Linked DNA regions of Zea mays: all the other regions are linked to region 1. A link is a contact called in public Hi-C data. All regions are on one chromosome and are shown on one strand. The core of a region is the stretch at or near the end of the contact, and the rest is flanking DNA. Distances in the headings are between cores, read along the strand shown. Region 1 holds the start of LOC100191481. Region 2 holds the start of LOC103649865 (beta-glucuronosyltransferase GlcAT14A). Region 3 holds the start of LOC100284602 (ubiquitin-protein ligase/ zinc ion binding protein).

Region 1 (3,548 bases), core at 419-2,918:
ATGCATATACATCCTTATTTTATTTTACTCTAGCTTTGCCGCTTGTGGCCGGCGCGGGTATAATTTGACTGCCATACGCCGGAACGGAAGCCGGTTGTATTATTGATCGGCGAAAAGGACATATGTGAACAGCTACAGTAGTGTATGCACACGTCCTGCTGTAATGTAACTTCTGCATTTCCCTGTACCATCAATGCATATACACTCCTGCCGTATAATAGCATACACGTCCTGCTACGCATCTCGGCAGTTTGGAAGTTTCAGAATTGGGCCGGCAAAAGCTTCGGTGCGAGCCGGCGCGCACGAACCAGGCGCGCACCGACTGCTTGGCGCGCACGAACCAGGAGGGAGGAAGAGGGGCACGATTGCCGGAGAGCAACAGCTAACCGTGACCGAAAAAAACAAACATACAAACAAACAAGAGAGTTACTATTATGAATAATAAATATACTGCCCGAAAGAAAAGAGGAACCCACCTACTCCTACTACTATCGAGTCTCGACTCCAGTGCTTGCTATTGCTACTGAATCGAGCGTCGTTACTGCCGAGCCTCAGAGTACTAATCCAGCTATCACCGCACGAGTCCGTACACAATTACAGTCACCACGAGTAGACGTGTGGATGTTGGCAAAAAAATTCTCCCCAACCTGCAAAACAGAAAGGCCGCGCGCGTCGCTTTCGCCGTGCTGCTCTTCAGTCAGCCGGCGGCCGGCGCAACTCGCGCGCGACGGACCGGACCCCGCCAAAAAAAAAACCAAATCGTGGAACAGGAGCACGCGATTGGAGACGGAAGCAGACGCACAAAGCACGGAAAAGAAGCAGCGGCGGGCCGGCGGCTTTTGAGCTGAGCCGCCTGAGGGCTGAGGCCAGCCCAGCAGCTCTCCTCTCTTTCAGCTTCGCCATCGTCACCCCCCACGAAGTCCTCGTCCGGTCTCTGACTCTCTGTGCGCCGGCACAGGGGCACCGGGCACCGATTACCCAAAAGGTCCAGCGCTGCTCGTGCGGGACACGTTCTCGCTCTGCGCCGGCGCCGCAGACAAGTTCCACCGGGGTGGACACGAGTGTCACGCGGTTCGTCGGACTTCCGAGTTAGCTCGACGGTCGAGAGCACGCACGCTCGCTTGCTCGTCCACGCTTTTGCCTTCTGCTCAGGGCCTCAGGGGTCGCTGAGTCAGGCGGCCAGGATACCCTGACGATTTCCCTTTCCTGATCCTGCAGCAAGGAGATGAGATTCTCAGTGAAGTGCCATGTGCCACTGCTTGCTTGACAGCGGAGTACGTATACCAGGCAACGATCCGAGCGAGCAAGAGAGATTCCCGATCTCGCATCCCGCGGCGGGCTACTCGTGTCGAACCCTCCTCAATATCAATAATACACGGACGGACCCGTTTCTCCCTCCCGCACGTTATTTACACCTGCCGGTGACCGCTGGTCAGCCATCTCTGTTTTTAATTATACTAGTTTTTTTGTTTGTTTGCTTGGGAAGCTCCAGCTGCATTCTTTATTGGCGGGGCAGGAAAATTGTGTTCCCCCAAAACACAAGAAGTTAAAAAATGTAAAATACTAATGACAGTCTACTGTCAACAGGGCGGGGCGTGACAGATGGAGTTATGGAGAGGAATAAATGGAGGTGGCGAGGGGAGGAGAGACGGACGAAACGGACGGACGCCACGCCCTGCCCGCCGGGGCTGCTTGCCACTCCTCTCTCTTCCTCATCCATCCTCGCCCCGGCCCCGCCCCCAGAACCAAACCAGCCTCCCTCCCCAGCAGCTCACGAGAGAGCGCAAGCAAGTATTACTGCGCACCGCCTCGCCCGCGGGCGTCAGCGTGAAGCTGCCGCACAGCTACCCCGCGAGGCATGGGGATGGACGCCGGCGGCGGGAAGCTGCCGTACAGCTACCCCGCCCACCAGGACGGCAAGCTGGTGAAGAGCTTCAGCCGCGTGGAGCCCCGCAAGTTCGGCCTCGCCCTCGTCGCGGGCTTCCTGCTCGTCACCTGCGCCTACTTCTCCACCGCCAAGTTCGACGCCATCCACGTCGCCATGAGTAAGCCCACCGCCAAGTTCGACGCCATCCATCCCGTCCCGTGCGGCCGTGCCTGAGTGCTGACTCTCCGGATGTGTCTGTTTGTTCGCTCCAGCAGTCAGCCCCGTCTCCGGCAATGCGGCTGGGATCGGCCCGCTAGTGGGCGCCGCCAACGCCGACACCTCCGACTCCAAGCAGCGATTAGGTGAGTGAGGAGGATCTTCTCCAAGTACAGGGCGACATGCCTACTCACCTTAACTGATCCCCCTCATCAGTCATCACTAACAACTAACACGGTTACTGTACTGTACCAATCCACGGCCTGGCCTGCCTGACGACCTTGCTGTCCCCGTTACAGATTTGGGCAAGCAAGACCCGGACGACGCGCTGTCCAGGTCCGAGGAGGAGGAGGGGAGCAGGGCCGACGAGGTGCTGGAGAAGGACGACGGCAAGGCATCCTCGTCGTCGGGGACAGGTACACCGCGCTTCCGTCACCGGCAAGGCATCGCCTGTTGTTTTTTCGAGATTGAGTGGCCGTCCGTGCTTGCCCTTCCCTTCCATGGAGGCGTCAAGCTGGCCGCCGCGGCCGGACTCGTGTGCCCCCGCCCGCCGTACTCCCAACGTCCTGCACCGCTGCACGCAAAGCCAGCCCCAAAAATCAGATAAAAGGACCGGCCGGTTTTTTCCTCCGCTTCCCTTTCCCCCACTCTATAATCAATCGCTTTTTTTTTCTTTTCCCTGTCATCACCAGATTCCGGCAGCAATGCGCCGCTGGAGGACACGAGGAGAGACGAGACCTTTGTGGGGGACAGCGGTGGTGCATCTTCCGCGGCGGGCGCCAGGAGTGAGGCGGTTCCTGCCAGGCACGAGCACGACGATGACGCCCCCGCTGCCGCCCTGCTTCCTCCCGTGACGTCAGAGGGAGCCGCGAACAGCACGCAAGGATCAGGTGAGAGAGCAATCACTCAAACCTACAACTGCTAACTTACTGGTACTGGTATTTATACTCTTTTCAAGCAAGATAGATGCATTGCTCGCTCGTTTCCCTCTTTGGGGAAGGATAGGGAAATGTAGGATTTTAACGAGCTGCCGCCGCGTTCTTGGTCAGGAGTTCTTGAGGACGAGGAGCTGCAGGTGCAGGACGCTGTCGCCAATCCTTCCAAGAGGAGCAACGATTCAGCCGCCACGCGCAGCAGCAGCAGTGGCCGCTCGCCCTCTGTGGTTCACTCTGATCCTGCCATCCTCCCTGCTCCCTCGCAGCAGATTGCTCCTGCTGCTCCTCAAGAGGCAGATAAGGCTCTTGCTGTTCAGCATATTCCAGCGATACCTGAGGTTAAGCAATCAGGTATCCTCCCTGATCCTTCTCCTCTTTTGTGGTAAAAAGGATGTTTTCTCTCCTGTCAAATTACGGTGCCGGTAAGCAGCTAGTCAATGTGAGGGACGCCGAAAAGAAAAGAAAAGAAAAAACCGTGCTTGCAATTCTACAGCGTCTCAGGCATGTCGTTGCAAAATGCACTTTGGTCA
Region 2 (3,142 bases), core at 151-2,650, 660 kb before region 1:
AGAGCACGAATTAGTCATCGAATGGTTGAGCTGGTAGCAACATATAGAATGAAGGAGACAGCATGCCAATCTAGTAGTTGCACTATATTTCACCTAAGGTGGCTATCATACCAAAGTCCAACAAAATTCCAAACAACCAAGTTCTTCCAAAATTAGGCAGCAGAAGGCCACATCCTAATCCTGGTGGGGTAGTGGGCTCTTGGTCCTTTCAGGCATATTTATGCATTCAATTATTTAACTTGACAGGTAACATTAAACACCACTTAACACAAGTCAGCAACATGCTGTGAAGAACACAAAATTGATTTTCGTAGCTACGGCAACCCCTCAAGCGAACAGTGACGACTGCCCCCCTTGCAATTTCCTGATCCTATTTGTACAGCATGCTCTGCCTCCAATTCAAGTATGGAAATGTTCCACAGAGGCAATTTCGAGTATCGAGCTTCATTGGTATTCATAACGACAAAGTAATGAACTCAGATTTATCTTAGATCCGGACAAGTTTGTGCGGCTGTGAAGCAAAACAGCTGCTCAAACAGACCATGCGTGGAGCGCGAGAATTTGAATCTTACCGTCCTGGGTGAGAAGCGGGTAGTCGGCGGCGCTAAGCGTGATGAACCAGTCCCACTCCGCATCGAGCCGGAGCATCGCGGCGGCGGCGCGGAGCGTGGCGGCAAGGCCGGAGGAGCCCATTGGGGTGCCCGCGGTGGGCCTGCCCACGACATCAACGTTCCCGAAGGCGCGCGCGGCGGGAGCGGCGCGCGCGGCGGCCGCGGCGAGCTCGGCGCGCTCGGAATCCGGCGCGTCGGCGGAGAGGTGGAGCAGGTAGCGGTTCCTGGGGTGGTAGACGGCGAGGAGCAGCCGCAGGAGCTTCCTGCCGTCCCCTCGGCCGCCCGCGAGCAGGTAGGCGAAGGAGGGCGGCGCGGCGGCGCCCCGGCGCACGTAGGAGGGCGGCGGGAGGCGCGCGAAGAGCGCGGAGGAGGCGGAGAAGCCCGAGAGCGCGGAGAGGAAGAGCAGGAGCGAGACGACGGAGACGGAGACGAGCGGGAGCAGCCACTTGTCGGCGGCGCCCATGGCTGCTCGGTGTCGGCCGGCACGACGGGCGGTGGCGTGGCGTGGCGTGGCGGGCGCGCACGCTCGCTGAGTTGGTGGTGGTGGTGACACGCCGCGCGCGTCACCGCCACATTCGGGGCTAGGGCTCCTGCGACGGCCGCGCGGCGGGCGGCGGGATTAGGGTTTGGCGAGATCGCATCGGGGGAGAAGGGAGATAGCGAGATCAGGATGGCGCTGGCGCCCGTGCTGCTGTATTCTGCTCGCGGCTCGCGTGCGTTTCTTCTCTCTTGCCTGGCAGTGGCAGGGGGAAGAGAGGGGGGAGGAGCGTGAGGCGCCTGTCGCTATGTCCCACCGTGCCGCGAGGGTCCTGGGAGGCTTCAGCACGGGTCCCGCGGGTCAGAGCGACAATCACAGTACACACGGTAAAGTTATCGGATGGGACCTGGGACGAGCGAACGGGGGAATGCTTCCTTCTCACGGACTCACGCTCACCTGCCCACCCAGCCACCAAGTCACAGGACTACTGACGCGTGGGCCATGGAGGTGCGGTGAATGGGGTAGGCAGGGCGGCGGGGTAGCTGGGGAGAAGGCGTCACGGCAGGGTGAACGTTGATTCCACCTGGTGGGGCCCGGATACGCTTCTGGAGAGTCGCTGCCTGCGTTGGCAGCTTGATTTGATGGGCACTTAATTAAGAAGCCTAGCCATAATTAAGGTAGTGTTTGGTTGAGGAGCCAACTAGAATGGAGCCGTTCCATCCCTGATTCTAGGAACGGAGCCGCTCTGTTCTGTGTTTGGTGATTTGGAACGGAGCGGCTCTGTTTTTTGTTTGGTTGCAGAGTGAACGGAACGGAGCGTGACTGTGAGAGCGGGATGGGAACGGAGCGGCTCCGTCCGGTTGATTTTTTGGAGCGGAATGGTTCCAGATCTGAGGAGAATATTCCCTAATTGGAGTCATTTCGTTCTAGTTATTTTGTAACCAAACAGCAACAAAACTGTGACAGAACGGCTCCGTTCTACTTAGCTATTCAACCAAACACTACATAAGAAGCTTCCGCTGGTTGCTTTGGCCGCTATCTGCTTTTGGGCTTGTTGCTTCTGCTGCGCCACCCTCTGGTTCCATCTTTGGAGATTATTATATGATGAGGACGGGACTACGGGAGCTTGGAACTTGGAAGAAAGCAGGCATAGAATCCGGGACAACGTACCCTGTTGCCGTCGTCGCATGTGTGTTGCCTTGTAAATACAATTCAAGCGGAGTAGATACCGTATTATAAGGCTGTGTCCAACAAGGACCCCTAAATGGTTCTGTCCGCTAAATTTAGCGGATGACTATCTCCTCTCTCCGTCCAACAAGGAGCGCTAAATCTTCCGGTAAATTTAGAGGACGTACTTGCACACCCCAAAGGTAGCGGCTCTCTGGCATCCGCTAAACGCTAGTTCTCTCTCCATGCCATGCCGAGGTGGTCCCACACTCCCACTAGCGCTCGCTTGTCTTCCTTCTGAAGACACGCAACATTGTCAGACAAGCTGGCCCCGAACAATAAATTATATTAATTAAGTTGATACATTAGAGAGTATATAAGATATAGAGGATCGAATTTAGGGGATGTTGTTGGAGATGGAGAAAATATAGAGTACGGAATCATTTAGAGAGTGCTGTAAAGTACAGAGAATATTCCTTTAAACAATGAAATTTAGGGGACGTTGCTGGAGATAGCCTAAGCGGAAGCCTAGCCCTTTTGCTGTAAATACAATGACAGACATGACATAATTGAAGTACGCTTTCGCCCCTGCTCCCGCCTGCCACTCCGCGTGACCGCGTCGCTCTCCGCCGCCTTCCCGACCCGAAATCGGCGTCCGCATCACCTGCGCGCTGGAGAACAAGCGCGGGGAAGCGGTGAGTCGCTACACCGCCGCCACGGCATCACCTCTTCCCAACTCGCCGCAGCCGCGCGCACGAAACCCTCTTCGTCCCGTTTGCCATGTGTATGCACTCTTTCGTTGACCCACGGTATTCTACGACACGTTGCATAATCTGTACTCTGTAGTTCTGTACCAGTACGGGTAATCAGGATATAGAATAACTGG
Region 3 (3,227 bases), core at 503-3,002, 770 kb before region 1:
ATAAGTTATACATATTTTTTTTTATAAATCTGCTATTTGCTATAGTGAGCCTCGAAAAGAATGATACCACTATTTTACATAGCCAACTATTTTAAACCTTGATCTGACTAGTGCTATATAAAAGCACCTGTTCCCACGTTTCCCCTTCTGATTGATGAAAAATAAGGTAAAATTGAAGGTTCGAACTTTGATTCTCAGCTCTACATTCAAGAGCATCTAACCAATAAAACACATGTATTCTAATGTTTTACTAAATCAAAGTCTAATTATTAATGTTTAGAAACCGTGACAATTCATGCATCTGACCAGTACTTGTATAAACCACAACAAACTAAAGCACTTGAAAGAAATCTAAAATTCAGGCAACTGTACGTTTTAGCATTAGTAGGTCCCAGGGAATAACATAGAATGTAAAACGACAGGAAATACGTTGTTGCGATTAACAAAAGTACTAGCATACGTTGTTGCGATTAACAAAAGTACTAGCATCAGCACGTAGAGTGCATAAACAACCACTGAACCAGGGTAAGTACCAACGAGACGAACGAACGGTTGACCAGTAGGAATCAACCTATCCACACCACACCAGCTAGCACGAGGCGACGTCAGACGTAAATTCTGACGGTGACGGAAATCGAGCCGGCGGAGCCCCAGTATGCATCCGGCACGAAGAGAAACCCTTTGGCCTGGAACCCATCGAGCCGCCGGGCGAACGGTATGGTGCCAGACGCCGACAGCGTGAGCGCTCCCGGCGCACCGCCGCTCACCTCCATCTTATACTTCAGCTCCACCTCCACGCCATCCTGGAAGCGCGGGCCAAGGCAGAGCAGGGACAGCGAGCGCCCCTGTAGCAAATCGTGGCCGTTGAGCAGCAGGAACACGCGCTCCGTGTTGCGCTGCAGCAGGACGCGGAACGGCTCGTCCTTGCGCACGGTCGCCACCGCCTTGCCGTAGATAAAGACGACGGAGGCGAGGCCGTCGTCGTCGTGGCCGTGGTCCTGTGCGACGTGGTAGCCGAGCCGCAGGCCGCTATAGGCGCAGCCGTGGACGGGGCACTTGTACGGCGCGCGCTGGCATGTCTCCTCGTGGGTCACCTTCTCCAGGTAGCTGATGACGTCGTAGCAGCCGTTGCTCTTGAACATGCAGGAGGTGGTCGCCGCCGCCAGGAGCTTCTCGAGCGGACGGCAACGTATGTCGCCAATGCGCTCGGAGCAGGTCCAGCACTTACCGTTCGTGCGGATGCAGCATTTTGCACATACAGAATGTCCGTTCTTGCACTGATTTTACACAGAGCAGAGCATCATGTTGGAGCGAGCCTACCGATCAATATGTACTGTATATATACATGTATTGTAATCTGACTTACCATAAAAACTTCGGACTGGAAGGGTAGGCAGCAGATGTCACACTCCAGTGCGTCCTTCTCCACGGATAGTGTCACAGTCGCCTCTTCCTCATCTTCCAACCCTGCCTCTTCCTCATCCTCCAACACCACCTTGGCCTTCTTTCGAGTGCGGCCGGCAGAGGAGGCCGTGGTCTTTTTCCCGGTCATTTATCACCTAGAACGCAAGGTAAATAAAAACAGAGAGGACTATTCGACTAATATATATCAAGCAGTAAGAAACTAGCATCTTTAAAGAACATGGTGTGTTTTAAAGAACATGGTGTGTAATGTACATATACTTGAGAAAGAACTTGGAAAGGTGTTTACCAGATCTGATACTTGTGAACTTGGCACCAACGGTGAAGAGAGACGAAGCCAAATGGTGAAGAGAGACGAAGCCAGCAGACGACGTAGGAGTTAATTTATAGTGGGAGTGAAGACGAAGATACGCGAAGCCAGGAGACGACAAAAAATTTAAACACTGCAATTTAATGCTACCACTGAGTAAAGTAGCCGAGGAGGCCGCAGGCCTGCCCGTCAGCCGTTTCCCACCGCACCGCAGGCCTAGCTAGCTACCCGCCGAGAGGACTTGCATGTCGCATCACCTGGACACTTGCACTGCACCTGTGCACTGACAGTAGTACTTCACCCGGCACCTACAGCTGCTCTCGCATCACTGTACTCATCTGTCAGCCTCTCACTGTTCTCTGCAGGGAAAATAAAAAAAACTCGGCCTTCTCCGGCAATTATATTAAGGGCTAGTCGGAGAAACTTAATTTTTTAAAGGATTTCAATTTTTTATGTGACAATTAACTAATTTTTCTTGTAAAAATATAAATCCGTTGGGAAATTGGGGCTCCTAAACTAGCTCTAAAATATAGTTTCGGTCGACAAAATTTCCGAAATCTGGCTTTATTAGTAGCGAGCCGTTATCGTACACTCTACATCGATCTAGCCCTGACGCGTAAGACGTAACTTAAGAGCACCTGACGCATAAGACGTAATTTAAGAGCAGGTGGGACACAATAAACAAACTTTTTTAACTAAGTCAGAAATTCGTCCTGAGAAAGATCGAACTATAATATACAAGTATTTTAATTGATGCATATTTTTATGAATATCTTGTTATTTATTCAAGCCATGTGACCGACTCCAATAGAGGCCATATAAATCGAGCAGTCATTCAAGCCTTTAGCTAGCGTCTCTGGTTTGCTTGTCCAGGCATATGACACATGCTGTCAACGGTACAGGTAAAAAGGCAGCGATAGTATAGTCCAATAAATGAAGCAGATAGTGAGGTCATATTCTCAGACACAGAAAAAGGAAATGGTTGTCAGCCACAGTACAAGCTATTATGGTTTTCCTCTCTCTTTTCATCCTTTTTACCTCACTCGTTTGTCTGCCCTGTTAGAAGGTGTTTTGTACTGCTATAGTAGCTTATTTTTAGCTTTCCCTGTCTATTTAGCTGCTCTGTTGGAGTCAGTCTGACATGGTGCTGAATTTCAATAACTCAATGTATGACTTTTTTTAAAATTATTTGAGCATATGTATCTTTTGAGATATTGTATACGCTTTATCATGGATAGACTAGAGAGAATTCATCTCTTTAATATTTGCCTCTTTAGATGATAATGCAATGTATCACTTATGCACATGATTTATTTTGAAGACTATATTCGATAATCTTTATTAAATAATGCAAGACCATGAATCAATATATTTTATCGTTTATGGATATACTTAGTATATGATGCGACATTTTATTTAGGTCGAGGCCGAGATATCTGTCTTGGAAAGATATATTGCGGCGCCACACTAAACCGTGGTGTGCACAATTAATTTA

The links. A called contact is a pair of places that touch in the nucleus more often than the background predicts.
Region 2: a contact with region 1 is called in a Hi-C map of ear, with 4 times the contacts expected there. The contact joins the promoter of LOC103649865 here to the promoter of LOC100191481 in region 1. A contact is called at or near these places in 3 of 25 Hi-C or Micro-C datasets (ear, endosperm and tassel).
Region 3: a contact with region 1 is called in a Hi-C map of bundle sheath, with 1.5 times the contacts expected there. The contact joins the promoter of LOC100284602 here to the promoter of LOC100191481 in region 1. A contact is called at or near these places in 2 of 25 Hi-C or Micro-C datasets (bundle sheath and ear).

What each region holds. Positions count from the first base shown.
Region 1 is chr3:25,962,931-25,966,478 of Zm-B73-REFERENCE-NAM-5.0, forward strand. It overlaps LOC100191481, which reads left to right and starts at 1,669. Exons shown (of 6, transcript NM_001136913.1): 1 at 1,669-2,045; 2 at 2,140-2,229; 3 at 2,383-2,499; 4 at 2,776-2,973; 5 at 3,133-3,369. The coding sequence starts at 1,859.
Region 2 is chr3:25,304,269-25,307,410 of Zm-B73-REFERENCE-NAM-5.0, forward strand. LOC103649865 (beta-glucuronosyltransferase GlcAT14A) reads right to left here and starts at 1,401. Exons shown (of 4, transcript XM_008675564.4): 1 at 573-1,401. The coding sequence starts at 1,074.
Region 3 is chr3:25,195,508-25,198,734 of Zm-B73-REFERENCE-NAM-5.0, forward strand. LOC100284602 (ubiquitin-protein ligase/ zinc ion binding protein) reads right to left here and starts at 1,753. Exons shown (of 2, transcript NM_001157497.2): 1 at 1,367-1,753; 2 at 360-1,277. The coding sequence starts at 1,552. The coding sequence ends at 606.